Linked DNA regions of Mus musculus: region 2 is linked to region 1. A link is a contact called in public Hi-C data. All regions are on one chromosome and are shown on one strand. Each heading gives the region's core, a stretch centred on a gene start, on an enhancer-like site or on the middle of the called end of the contact. The rest is flanking DNA. Distances are from core to core; before and after follow the strand shown.

Region 1 (7,061 bases), core at 3,361-5,860:
GAAAGATTGAAGAGAAAAAAGTTACAGTTTTAAAAAGCTTCCTAGAACTCTAGACTGTGGCCATGGTGATGCGCACTAATCAGTTCTTGGGGACCCCAGGGCGGAAGAGCATCAACCTCAGTCACCTGGAGGCTAGACACAGAGCAAGACCTTAGTTTCTTTTTAACTTGAGTATACATTGTAAAATAATAATATTTTTCTTCCTGAACACTCTTGAGAATTATATGACCAACTTTTATATTGTGTTATCAGGATTTCTAATAATAGCAGGCAAGGGGTCAACACTTGTTTAACAATATCTTTTTTTTTTTTTTTGACAGGATTTAACTATGTAGCCCAGGCTGGCCTCAAATTCACAGAGATCCCCCTGCCTATGACTTGGAAATGCTGCACTAAACGGTGTCCAACCTTGAATGGCAACAATGTAGTTTTTTTGTTTGTTTGTTTTTTGTTTTTTGTTTTTTTTTCAAGACAGGGTTTCTCTGTGTAGCCCTGGCTGTCCTGGAACTCACTTTGTAGACCAGGCTGGCCTCGAACTCAGAAATCGGCCTGCCTCTGCCTCCAGAGTACTGGGATTAAAGGCGTGTACCACCGCGCCTGGCGCAACAATGTAGTTTTAACCGTGTTTTGGTTTGGGAGTATTTTTGTTTCTGTTTGTTTGTTTGTTTGGAGACAGGGTCTCATTTTTCCCAAGCTGGTCTCAAATTTGCTAGATAGTGGAGAATGACTTTAAACTCCTGATCCTCCTACCTGTACCTTCAGACAACTGGGATTATAGGAGGGCGGGGGAGTAAATCCAACACACACACACACACACACACACACACACACACAGACACACACACACACCCCTTTTTGTTGTTGTTGTTGATGGTGGTTGAGTTTGTCTGTTTGAGGTTTTATTTAGAGGGTGCTCCTGTTTGGTTTTGGTTTTTGAGATAGAGTGTTGCTATATAGCTTAGGCTGGCCTAGAACTCACCATAGAGTACAGTCAATTGGCCCTCAAATTCCTGATTCTCCTAAAAGGCTGAGGCAGGGGGATTAGGAGTTAGAGAACTGAGCTCAGTGGTAAAATGCTTCCTTTGTGTGTATGAGCCCCTGGTTTCAATCCCAAGCACCTTACAAAATAAAAAACAAAAAAGTTTTGAAATAGAAGCTAAATGAAATAAGCACAGTTTATGTGAATAGTCTGTATTCCCTCATCTCAGTTGTCCTTGTTCTTTGTATCTATATGTTCTACTTGCCTTCTCTTTTCTGACAGTGGTAAATGACTGGAGACAAAAGGTACCAGTTTCACAACACTAAATCAGCTCACTGGTAATCAGCTTATTTTTTCTTTTCTTTTCTTTTCTTTTTGTTTTTTTGTTTTTTTGTTTTTTTTTTTTTTTGTTTTTTTGAGACAGGGTTTCTCTGTATAGCCCTGGCTGTCCTGGAACTCACTCTGTAGACCAGGCTGGCCTCAAACTCAGAAATTCATCTACCTCTGCCTCCTGAGTTCTGGGATTAAAGGCGTGCACCACCACGCCCCGCTAATCAGTTTATTTTTTATCTGAAAAGTATGACACAATTAAATGAATGCACTATAGGCTTACCCATAAATCCTCCACTGGCAATGCTAACATATTCTTTGTTTTTCTGTAATAAAAGACAAAATTTAAGTTATTGCAAAATGTCGTTTAGTTAAAGCCCCAGATGGTCCTAAAGCATTGGCCAACACATACACAGTTATATATTAATTTTTAGCGTATCGCGTGTTCTTGGCAGTATGGACTTTAGCACATGGAGTTAGTTGCACATGTATTGATCTTTCATGTTGTATGGGCTTGAGCCAAAGATGGAGGCAGCTTTATAGCTATTAAGACTGTTTTTATTTGTGTTACAGTCTCCATAGCAAGAGAGTCAAACCAAATTCAATGAAATTACATTTTAGACTTTAATCAAAGTAGATTTTTAAAGTTTCAAATTTTTTTATCCTTTCCTAAAAAGAATATAAAAATATCATAGTTGGTTATTTAAAACAAAATTACCATTTTGCAAACTCTTAAAAACTTAAAGTCAGATGTGTTACTTTCAAGGCTGAGTCTTCAGATCTCAAATCTGAGTCTAGCCTGGTCTACATAAAAGAACAAACAAACAAACAAAAACAACAAAAAACTAGGGCCAGAACCATGGCTCAGCAAGTAAAGGCATTTGCCACCACGCCTGATGACCTGGTTTTGGTTCCCAGGACCCACGTGGTGGAAGGAGAGAACCAAGCTGTCCTCTGTTCCACTGTGGGGTGTGTCCTGGAAGTATGTGCCCACTTCTGCACACATACTATATGCTAATTAAAATGTCATATTTTAATTAAAAAACAAAAATACATACTGGATCTAAATAATGGCAAGCCAGGGACTAATGGAGAAAGAAATGACATCAGATGAACATGAGGAGCAAAGTTCCAAACATGGGAAGCTGCACAGACTACTAACTGGGTGTTTCTATAAAGAGTCGTCAGTGGCACAGTGTCAGGCTGCATAAAATCACCAATCCAAGTGCTAAAGAGAGCCAGCTCAGGTCATGGGTAACAGATATGTATATGCATATATTGTGTATATGTATATGTTATGGGTAATGGATATATATATATATATATATATATATAGTATGTGTGTATACATATACATATAATCAAAACAAGTAAAAAAATGAAAATAAATCATATAGTTATTAAAAGTTCTAGAACATGAAGCAAAAACGAGTAATACAACAGAGTAATCTGAGAATACATCCTGAGCACAGAGAAATCCAGATGCTGGCTAGGATGTGGAGAAAGAGGAACACTTCTCCATTGTGGTGTGATTATATGCTGGTACAACCACTCTGGAAATCAGTTTGGCAGTTCCTCAGAAAATTGGACATAGTACTACATGAGGACCCACTAATACTATTCCTGGGCATATAGCCAGAAGATGCTCCAACATGTAATAAGGACACATGCTCCACTATGTTCATCGCAGCCTTATTTATAACAACCAGGAGCTGGAAAGAATCCAGATGTCCCTCAACAGAGGAATGGATACAGAAAATGTGACACATTTTTATACAATGGAGTACTACTCAGCAATTAAAAACAATGAATTTATAAAATTCTTAGGTGAGAACTAGAAAATATCATCTTGAGTGAGGTAACCCAATCTCAAAAGAACACACATGGAATGCACTCACTGATAAGTGGATATTAGCCCAGAAGCTCAGAATACCCAAGATACAATTCACAAACCACATGAAACTCAAGAAGAAGGAAGACCAAAGTGTGGATACTTTGATCCTTCTGAGAAGGAGGAACAAATTACCCATGGCAGGAGTTATAGAAACAAAGTGTGGAGCAGAGACTGAAAGAATGACCATCCAGAGACTGCCCCACCTGGGGATCCATTCATATACAATCACCAAACCCAGACACTATTGTAGATGCCAACAAGAGCCTGCTGACAGGAGCCTGATATAGCTGTCTCCTGAGAGGCTCCACCAGTACCTGACAAATACAGAAGTGGATGCTTGCAGCCAACCACTGGACTGAGCACAGGGTCCCCAGTGAAGGAGCTAGAGAAAGGACCCAAGGCGTTGAAGGGGTTTGCAGCCCCATAGGAGGATCATCAATATGAACTAACCAGTACCCACAGAGCTCCCTAGGACTAAACCACCAACCAAAGAAAACACATGGTAGGACTCGTGGCTCTAGCTGCATATGTAGCAGAGGATGGCCTAGTTGGTTATCGATGGGAGGAGAGGCCCTTGGTCTTGTGAAGGCTCTATGCCCCAGTGTAGGGGAATGCCAGGACCAGGAAGTAGGTGTGGGGGGGTTAGTGTGGGGGGGGCGGTGGAATAGGGGGTTTTCAGAGGGGAAACCAGAAAAGGGAATAATATTTGAAATGTAAATAAAGAAAGAATATAATAAAAAAAAGAAAACTCATCAACACAGTGATAAATGGCACAGTAATTTTCCTACCTCACTTCCTACATGAAAATAGATTCCATATGGTTTAAAACATAATTAAAATAGTATCATATGAGCATGTAAGAAAAATATTGAGAAAAAGATGTTAAGATATAAAATTGAGAAGCTTACAAAATATATGGATACATGGATATAAAAGTAAAAGAACACTAGCTGTGGATTTCTCCACGGTGTCAGCCACGAGCAAACAAGACGGACTAATCAACGTGAACATACCTGTAAGAAGTGTGCGAGGACCATGTTCATGTACATGTCTTCTTCCTCTCTGCCACTGCCCATAAAACAGAGGTGCTCCCCGCCTGCTATGGAGCCAGACTCAATGGACTGTTTCTGTGCTTCTAGCAAGGACTTTACTGACTGTGCAAACTCAGATGGATTCTGGAGCATCTAGATTATTTTAAAAAATTAGAAACTTGGCAAGCATGTATTTGTAAAACCGGAAACTACATCCATGCAAATTACCAACATTAAAAACCAAGCATTAAAGGGATGGAAAATGAAAAGGCATAAATAAGTAAAATTCCAGGGATATGTTTATGTATATATTGGAACAAAGGCTGAGACAAACACTCCTCAATCAGAAGGAAGAACTGTTTCACATGGACCACTGCCCAGCTACAGTAGTCCTGAGTCATGATGACACAGTTTAGTTCTGAACAGAGGAAATAACAAGGACAGATTCAAACAGTTCTGCTTTTCCGTTTCCTCTTACAAGGCAGTCCACGTATGTCTTAGAAGACATCAGAAACAGTAGAGACCATTTACTTACCATTTTCTTTAGGTATTGATAAAACAAAAATCAAAACCCATTCCTCACCTTCAATGAAGTAAGTATACCAAAAACTACAAAAACTCTAAGCTCTCATTACTAAAATCCCATACAGCAAAAAAATCCAGGAGAAAAACGGGCAGATCAGAGAGAAGAGCAATTTAATAGTTTTGAAGATTGTTATGTCTGAGTGGCTACATGAGGGATCAGAGCCTCTGGAACTGGAGTTAAAGGCTGCTATGAGCATCACGTGGGTGCTGAGAAACAAACTCAGGTTCTCTACAAGACCAGCGTGTGCGCCTAACCTCTCAGACAGCTCTCCACCCAAGGAAAAAGCAACTTCAAGAAGAGAGGAAAGGAGTTTTCTCCTTGCTTGCTTACCTCTATTTTCAGTCTATTCTAGAAAACAAACAAAAACCCATGACTGATAACGCCCAGGAATGCTGATGACACAGAGCATTACGGAGCCAGTACTGAGGTATAGGATCGTCAGGCTTTTTAAAGCCACATCCCCCAACCCAATTATTCTACTTTAAAGAGTCTCTTTACAGAGCTATTTGGAAAACGACACAAAATACGTGTAAAGTTTTCATCACCAGCTTCCTAACAAAACTGAGAGTAAACTAAGTATACATTCACCGAACAACAAACTATGATCGTTGCTGCACCATGGCCCTCTGTGAAACATTAAAGGGAACGTACTTAAAGGGAAAGGTCCCAAGAAACCACGAAGCAAAGGTAACGTGGCAAAGAAAGAGTATGTATTCAAGGTGAAGACTGAGCAAGCTGATGACAGCTGATTCAGCATATTCTCTGCAACGTTAACTGATGAAAAGGAAGGTACCCATGAATCATGAGAAAAAGCAGGGGCAGGCACAGCTCTCACTCAGAGGACACAGACAGGCTAGCAGGTCCTTTCTCACCCGATGTCCAAATTCTAAGTAGGACCTTCATTTTCTGTTAGTTTCCTCTCCATACCACCTAGCCTTCCGGCTCCAGGACCACTATCTCTAGACAAGATGAATGAGGAGGGAAGGCTGTGTATTCAGCTGGAGGGGAGGGGGTGGGGGAGGGGTGGGGGTGGAGGGCACCTCCCTATTCAGCTGTCCCCCACCTCTGAGGCTTTAACCTTAGAGAGGCTTACATGGCGCCAGTCTCCGTGCCTCAACAGCTCTAAGCGCCTCTTATGATCATATTTACTTTACTCATTCTACAATGGGAGTTACCCTAGGCTACGGTGACTTTAACAACTGAGCAATTATATGTCAGATACAACATTGCCTGCATATTAGTTATAAAAATACTCATAAACTTTAAAAATGTCTTATAGCAAAAACTTATAGGATTCTTATCCAATTATGCTAAGAGCTCCTATTTCTACAGTACTTACAAGGTGCAAGGCACAATGCTAAGTGATCTACCTGGGAGATAGCTCACAGCGAGTGTAGAATTTACTGACATAATAATGGGAGGAGCGTGAGCCACAGTTAACAGACGTCACTTTATGACAACTGCCCCTAGAAGAAAAGGGACCTCAAGCCCCTCCCACAGGGCAGCTGCCAGAAGACAGCACCCCATTGGGTCACGTAGATCTAGCTAGAAGCCAGAGGGAGATCCACCCCGTCTCTCCCAAAACATCCGACGTGCACATCGACTAACCAAGTCTGAGTCTAGGTGGAACGCGGTTGCCAAATGCCCAGCATTGTACTGCTCCGCAGGACGGCAGTCCACCACGAAGAACCGGACTCCTTCCTAAAAAGGCAACAACATGTGGCATTGTGGGATTAGACATGAAGTTCACACCATACAACCAGATAGTAAAAAAGAAACCAAAAAGGGGGTGGGGGGGGAGGGGGGGACAGGCTGTTTTTAAATGGATCTCACAGGGAATTAGGCGGACCCAATTTATATACACACAAAAAGGTAACCGTTAAGATGTAAATACATTTTTTCTTATGTATTAAGCTTGAAAGTCTCACTATGTAGCAAGAGTCTGGCAATCTGAACAAAAGCTCTATGTTAGAAATAGACACTTTATTTCCTTAAACTCAATGCTCGACAAACTGTAATTTTCAGGTCCACAGACTTACAGGCCATCCAAAGAACTGTTTCTCTTGTGTATGGAGGAGCCAGGCTCATATGTGCCCTCTTCTCTTTTGTTTTCTTTGTTTGTTTAAGACAGGGTTTCTCTGGGTAGCTTTGGCTGTCCTGGAACTTGATCTGTAGACCAGGCTGGCCTCGAACTCACAGAGATCTGCCTTTCAAGTGCTGGGACCAAAGGCATGCACCGCC
Region 2 (7,061 bases), core at 3,168-5,667, 210 kb after region 1:
ACATCCCAAGCTTCTTTTATTTTCTATTTAAAATTTTGTAAGTTATATATTTGTGTGTGTGTGTGTGTGTGTGAGTGTGTGCATTCCACAGAAGGTGTGTGGAGATCAGAGATGACCTGTTCTCTCCATTTAGTTATGTGGGCTCAGGTAGCAAACTCAGATCAGCAGGCTTGGTGGTGAGCGCCTTTACCTGCTGAGCCTAGTTTTGATTTTGAGACTCTCAAAGTGTCTCTCACAGTTAGTTGGCCAAAAGGCCTTGATGTCTTCCTGCTTGGTCTCCTGAATAGTTTGGATTACAGGCCTGCAACTCCAGGCCCAACAGTTCTCTTTTATTCTATGGAAGGGTTCTTCTTGATTAATTAATTAATTAATTAATTATTAATTAACATTATTCCCCCCTCTTCCCAGTACTTCCTCCTCCACCTTACCTCCTCCCATAATCCACTTTCTCTTCCGAAAAGGGGAGGCCTCTATTGTATGGAAGGGTTCTTAGTAAGTAGTAGGCAGATACATGGAACATGAAAATTTCCAAGTTTCAAACATATATATATATTAATTATACTTTGGCTCTGATGTGGCTGAAGACATAGAAATTAAACGAACCTAAGACCCTTTTGGAAGTGCTATTCAGGCATGTGCGAGTGCTCACACATTCTGGCTCAGTTTTCAATTGTAAGTTACAAGAAGCAGGCTAGGGTTGTTATGGTTTGAAACCAAGAATGTATCCTGAAAGCTGATGTGTTAAGGAAATGGTTGCCAACTGAGCAGATTTTGGAGAGGTGACTGGGTTATTAAGGGTATAATTCCATCCATCAGTGAACCATTGATCAATTCATGAATGAACTACTGCCAGGTGGCCCGCTTGGTGAATGTTGGTTACCGGAATATGCTATTTCTGTGATCCCTAGCTGCCAAGGCAGCTCTGATCTGCCACATGCCTTCTACCGTGATGTGCTGCCTCACACAGGTCTGAAAGCAACGGAGCCAGCTGCCCGTGGCCAGAGACCTCTGAAACCAGGAGTCAAAATAGACATTTCCTCCCTTAGCTAGGTTTTCTTAAGTAGTGGCAACGGAGATGAAAACGGTGACTCGGCAAGATGATTTCTCCAATCAAACGGCCATAGGTCTCTCGGCCTTTGATAAGGATTGAAAATAAGGGCGCATTATTACAGGAGGCCAGTGACAAAAGTTCTTCCCATCCTGCTTTTCCTGTGTTTTAGCTCAGCTATGCTATCCCATTTCAGAAAGCAAGAAACAGTTCTCGCTTATTGCAAAGAAGACTGTATTATCTGGAGGTAGAATGTGGCAGTATTGGTAGCTGAGATCTGGAACTGGATGCCAGAGAACGGTGAAACAGCTTTAAAAACACTGTAAGGCAAGCCCTGCTGATGTGTTAAGTCAATGCAATCTGTCACATGAGGAGACCAGAAGCCAGTGAGTTAGGACCAAAGGCAACTAACTCCCTCCTAAGCTCCCAGGGCCGAAGTCAAGCACACCCCTGTATCGAGGAATTCACAGAGACAACCAGGCCAGGTGGTCACTGAGAAACGTCTGTCTGTGTCAGACCGAGTCCCTAATGCACTTAATCCAAAGGCCTGGAGAAGTGGGGTGACAGAGGTAGGCTCGAAGTTGTACTTTAGCTGAGAATTTGGTGCCTAATTCTAAAGTATGATCCATACATTATGAGGGTCACACATCCAGCCTGCACATCTGGATTAGCATCGAAGGATGGAAAGGTAACACCGAGCTCACTCGCCTGATAGGGACAGATGACCCTGTGAAGCTCTGCAGGGAAGAGGCGTTTACGTTCATTGTTAGTGTATGGTTCAGGATGTTAGATCACAACAATTTAATCATCACATCTGGCAAAGCTTTGCTGAGGACACCAACTAAAGGGTCATGGTTCACACGTGGGAAATAATGCAGTCGGGTGCCCCTTGCCTCTGAATCCTTTGGAAGTCTCATCACTTCTCCAGGGTGTAAGCTGTCCGAGAGGTTTCGACCAAGGAGGAAGCTAAGAACCAGAGGCAGGTGAGGGGAAGACACCAAGTGAGAAGAACAACATGACAGTGGAAATAAGTGGGGGGCACTGGACAAGAACCACTTGAGAGAAATAGCTTGGGTTAGGGACGGTACTTTTGGAATTCAGTAAAATGAAGGTTTAAACATGGACTAAAAAGATCTGTCAGGAGTCTGGTTTCCATCCTGGACTCTAGAACATTAAAGCTGGCCTGGTCTCCGACTAGACATTAGTATGGAAACCTCATGCTTTAGCTTTCCCGAACTTCCTCTATTCTTTCTTTCTGGTATGTTTTAGTGAATGGTCAGGAACCCCGGTAGGCTTGCAGCGAGGACCTAGTACCCCCACTTCCTCTTTCTCTTAGGGAGGGACCCATCTTCGGCAGGAGGCAGAGGCTCCAAGGAACTGATGGTTGCCCAGGCAACTCTCCTACAGGAAACAGGAGGTCAAGGTCCCTGTCCCTCACTCTCTTCTGCACCTACATTGTCACGCCCAGCTAGCTGGAGAAAAGCAAATCCTTTACAGATGGAGAAAGAGAAAGTCAGGATGAAACAGTGCGTTTTTCTTCTATTTCTCCGGTACAAGTTGATAGTAACATGTTTGAAACAGGAGAAAAGCCCAAAACTGGAAGTTTGGAGATACAGGTCCATGTAAGTAAAAAAGCACGCTCTTTTATAAAACCATAAAAGAAGAGGTGGCTGAGGCCTGTGAGCTCAGTAGATCAGAAACAGTTCAAGGGCATCCTTGGCCACATCGTGAACTGGAGGCCAGTCTGGGCTGTGAGAGATCTTGTCTCAGAAAAGCAAAATAAAAACAACAAAACATCACCATTCACAGTAAGAAGCCCTCAAGCAAGCCTTTTCTCTTACAGAAAGAACTCCAACTAAAAGCAAAAGAAACAGGAGCAAAAGATGGGATCATACAGGAGTCTAAAAAGGAAACATCACACACAGACAAAACCCCGAGATGAAGCTTCCACTCACGCGCAGTGATTGATGGTGCTGAGGCGGAAGTCACTGCCTTAAGCTAACATGTGAGCTTACTCTGTGGTGAATGAGGCAGAGGCTGTGGAGAAGAGAGAGGCCATGGGACTTGAACTCTCGTCCTAAGGAGGAGCAGAGTATGCCAACCCAGCACTGGCATGACAAAGAGCACACCCAAGGAGAAGAGTCTGATGTTTCAGACTACTACTGATGTTTCTCGTAGCTTTATTCTATATTCTTCACACTTTTTTAGTCTTATGGTGATGAAGATTCCCCAAAATTTGCAAGAGGAAAAAACCCGAGCCCCTTCCTCCCCAAATCAAATCCCAGTTATTACTCCGCAGGCAAAGGTCAATGATTCTCACATTAATGAGATTCAGGATCATGCTTGGCTATAACAACGGTGAGCCCAGAGTATTTAGGACAAGCCGTTTGGTAATAATTACCTCAGTCTCTTATTCTGACCTTATTATGGTCAAGTGTGTATCCGTAACCAACTGAAGCTAATTTTAATGCGTGGGTTTTCTATTTGAGGATAGAGAGTTAAGAAGGATGCTAATTGAGAAGGGGGAGGGAGAGAGTGAGGAGCAAGAGCAGGAGAGCATGCTCACTCACACTCGCAGGGTCGAGCAGGTACAAACTGCCCTATGAGTTTGTCAGAAAGAGCTGGATAGCCTTGTGTCTTCCCTCTAGTCCAGCGTGGTTGTTTCTGCTCTCTTAGAGCGAATTTCTGATTATACCCTCACAAATGGACTAGCTCTCTACTCTGCGCCCCCACCCCAAATTGTGAAATTTCTGGCAGAAATGAGATCTGTCAAAACAGGTTCGACGTATTTTTATTGGTTCCCCCAGACCATGACGACATTCCCTGAGAGGCTGTGCCAGGAAACTATTAAGGGCCGTGAAGCAGCAGTGAAAGTTCTTAGGAGTACAAGCTTGTCTGGTACCCCAGGAGGCAGTGCAAGCAGCCACCAGCCTGTTGGCTGGGCCACTGTCTCAACTGTGCGCATGTCACCACACACACACACAGACACAGACACACACACACACACACACACACACACACAACTGTGTGCATGTCAACACACACACACACAGACACACACACACACATACACACACACACACACACACACACACACACACACACACACACTCTTAGAGAACAGTAGACTGTCTTTCTAAAAAGAAACATTTGGGACACAATGGGCAATTCCCTTCCTGCCTTCTAATCCCCTGCTTGCCCAGAGTAGAATAGGCAGCAAATGGCTGAGGTAAGAGCGTTGCACAAATAAGATAATTCATTCAAGCAGTTAATAGGTCCGTTCTCAAGCAGGGAGGCTAACCAGACCTACACCTGGATCGTGAGAACGGTGGCTTTCTCCCCAGATGGAAGAAAGGCTCCATTCTAAAGCCAGGTGCAGAAATGCAGCTGCACTCTTGTAAAGGACACCACTGAGTCTGCTGGTGCTGAGAGCACTCTGTTAATGGCTATGCGAGTGCCTAACGCTGCCAGTCTTAACCGAAGCAGCAGCCTTACAGAAGATAAGAAACTAAACGGAAACAAAGTGTGGAGGTACTGGACTGTTGTGGAGATTTCCAAGTTTGTCAACTGATACCTGGTGACAGTCATGTAGATACTTGGTAAAGTTAGGACTGGATCACAAGCTGGTCCCTGATCTATCAGATCCGTCTGTTTTATAGCGCCACCTGCTGGATGAGGGTGAGAACAAGCTGAACTTTTCTTGGACTGATAACCTATGGATTAAAAAAACACAATGTTTTTTATATTACTAATTCATGGAATTCTGATAGTCTTCTCTGTGCTGGAGTGCTTGCACAAAAGGTCACGGTCAGGTTTATCTTCGCTGTTGTTCTAGCCTCCCACCGTCTTGTCATGAGCACCTCCTTTAGGATAGCTACATGAGTGCCCTGCAGCCGTGCACATGACGTGTCCCTCTCACGCTGAATACTTAACTGTCCTTTTCCATACCTGGGTCATCTGAATTATGTCCTGTAAAAGATAATTGTCTGTAAGACGCCCAAAAATATTCCTTTAAGAAGAAGATAATTCTATTCTATTCTCATAACGAACCCTCCTCAGGAAAACATTAATTACTCAGCCCCAACACGGTCAACTGCCAGAGAGTACTACGTTCCTTCCCTAGAAAGTGAAGAAGAGAAAAAAATAATCTATGTTCAAAGCAATTTTGGCTTAACCTTTAACATAATACATAAGTTTTTCGACTTTGAGAGAAAAAGCTTTGAGTCCAAAATATCCCATCAGACCCTCACAGCTGATGCACTGCAAGCCAGAACTGTGTGGGTAGCTGCTGACATTAACTGAGTTTGTGAGCTCAACAGACAAAGATCCAGAGTCAATGGAGGATGTGATGGCTTGAATGATAAATGGTTCCCATAGTTTGGGGCATCTGACTACCTGGCCCCCAGATGTTGGTGTTTTTTCTGGAAGGTTTAGGAGGTGTGGCCTTGTGGGGAAAGTATATCCCTGGGCGCAGGCCTTGGACTGAAAGGCGATCGCTGTTTCCTCTGCCCCTTCCATGCTTTGTGTCTGTGCACTGAAGATGGGAGCCCGCAGCCTCCTTCTCTGGTTGCTGTGGTATACCTGCCGCTTGCTGCCACGCCTCCTCACCACAATGCCCTCGTCTCTCTGGAACTGCAAGCGCAGATACACTCTCTCTTCCTTAAGCTGCCTTTGGTCACCGTGCTTTGTACAGCGACAGAAAAGTGACAAGCCAGTGACAACTTGTAGATGTGCTGAGAAGGGACAGGAAGGGTGTGTGTGTGTGTGTGTGTGTGTGTGTGTGTGTGTGTGTGTGGTGATGGCACAGTTTATTCTGTTTGAAGTAGGACCCCCTATTTTGGGTCAAATTGTGAACACAGGAGTTTTTCCCATTTCATAGATGAGATCTGGAAACACAGGCAGACTCTGGCTGCACGGCTCCCATATTCTGTGTGACTTTCTCAGTAGTCCGGTGAGGGGGAGTTAGACTCCACGCTTGCTCTTCCGTGCAAAAGTGCACCTGAGCAAGTCTATTTGGGACACGTATTTTTCATGTGTTTTTCTGAAGAAAGAAAACAGTCTCTTGAAGCAGACTCTCCTTGGAGTAAATAAGATAACGGTCTATGAAGGTAGTCATAAAGTAACCTGGCCAGTGTACCCCAGGACTTCAGAATTCCAACTGGACCCCGGGTGGCTAACAGGCAGCTTCACATGTTTCTTGCTTTAATCACCACTACCCACGACATTACCAAAACATTTATTTAGTCTGTTTTTAATCTCACCACATGGCAAATGACTGCCCACATAAACAAAACACTTTAGTGCTCTATGAATTCTTTGCGACTGAGACCCCTGGAGGGAAAGAAATGTGTAATGGCTACCTGAAGCACACTGAGTTTTCTACAAGTGAGTGATTGACTCTCATTCAAAAAGGGAGAAGGAGAAGTAAAATTCTCCAAAAGAGCAGTGGAAGGGCATTTTGGGTATTATACACACACCACAGAAAATCAAGGGAGCCCTGCCAGCTCCTAACTAACTATGAGAAGCACGAGATAGAAGTCAGCTGTGGAGACATAGGCAAGGGAAAGAGACAAGGATTTCTTTGAGAGGAAAAGCCATGTAAGCTCCCCACACTGTGCATGGTGGAGGTTGTAGTATGCCTTAGAATCATCCAGAGGACTTCTGAGTAGTGGTTTTCAAGCTATAGGGGCAAAACGTCAGCAGTTTACTAGAACACTGATGGCTAGCTCGTCCCCATTCAAGAGATTTGGATTCAGCAGGGAATGGATGGGCCTAGAAAATCTGCATTTTCGATGCTGACACACACACAGCATCACCCACATTCTGAGCAACAGAGAGGCAGCATCCCCAACAAGTTGCCAAGAGAATATCACACTAACTGTTCAGTGTGTATCTCCACCGCATTCCTGTCTATATGCCCCCACCTTATTCCCTTAGCCTTATCATTCTCTGTGTCATTACACACTGTATGTCTACATACAATGTATCTCTACAATACATACTGTACAGCACC

Evidence for each region. A called contact is a pair of places that touch in the nucleus more often than the background predicts.
Region 2: a contact with region 1 is called in a Hi-C map of B cells, with 4 times the contacts expected there. The contact joins two enhancer-like sites. A contact is called at or near these places in 7 of 484 Hi-C or Micro-C datasets (B cells, the C10 cell line, the HL-1 cell line and 4 more), 1 of 115 datasets of contacts at active chromatin or transcription factors (bone marrow-derived dendritic cells) and 2 of 9 other capture datasets (adipose tissue and liver).

The regions. Positions count from the first base shown.
Region 1 is chr16:57,185,046-57,192,106 of GRCm38.p6, forward strand. Tbc1d23 (TBC1 domain family, member 23) reads right to left here. Exons shown (of 19, transcript NM_001358433.1): 10 at 6,429-6,521; 11 at 4,217-4,387; 12 at 1,593-1,635. Among named protein-coding and RNA genes, the nearest start is that of Gm16892, 21 kb to the left of the region's middle. Within about 2 kb of position 4,611, at least 93 of the 459 cell types and tissues checked have an H3K27ac peak or open chromatin away from gene starts, as enhancers often do. A contact at or near this core is called in B cells, where this site is marked.
Region 2 is chr16:57,394,109-57,401,169 of GRCm38.p6, forward strand. All of the region lies in intron 1 of Cmss1 (cms small ribosomal subunit 1), which reads right to left. The region is part of intron 1 of Filip1l (filamin A interacting protein 1-like); the gene reads left to right. Among named protein-coding and RNA genes, the nearest start is that of Filip1l, 44 kb to the left of the region's middle. Within about 2 kb of position 4,418, at least 44 of the 459 cell types and tissues checked have an H3K27ac peak or open chromatin away from gene starts, as enhancers often do. A contact at or near this core is called in B cells, where this site is marked.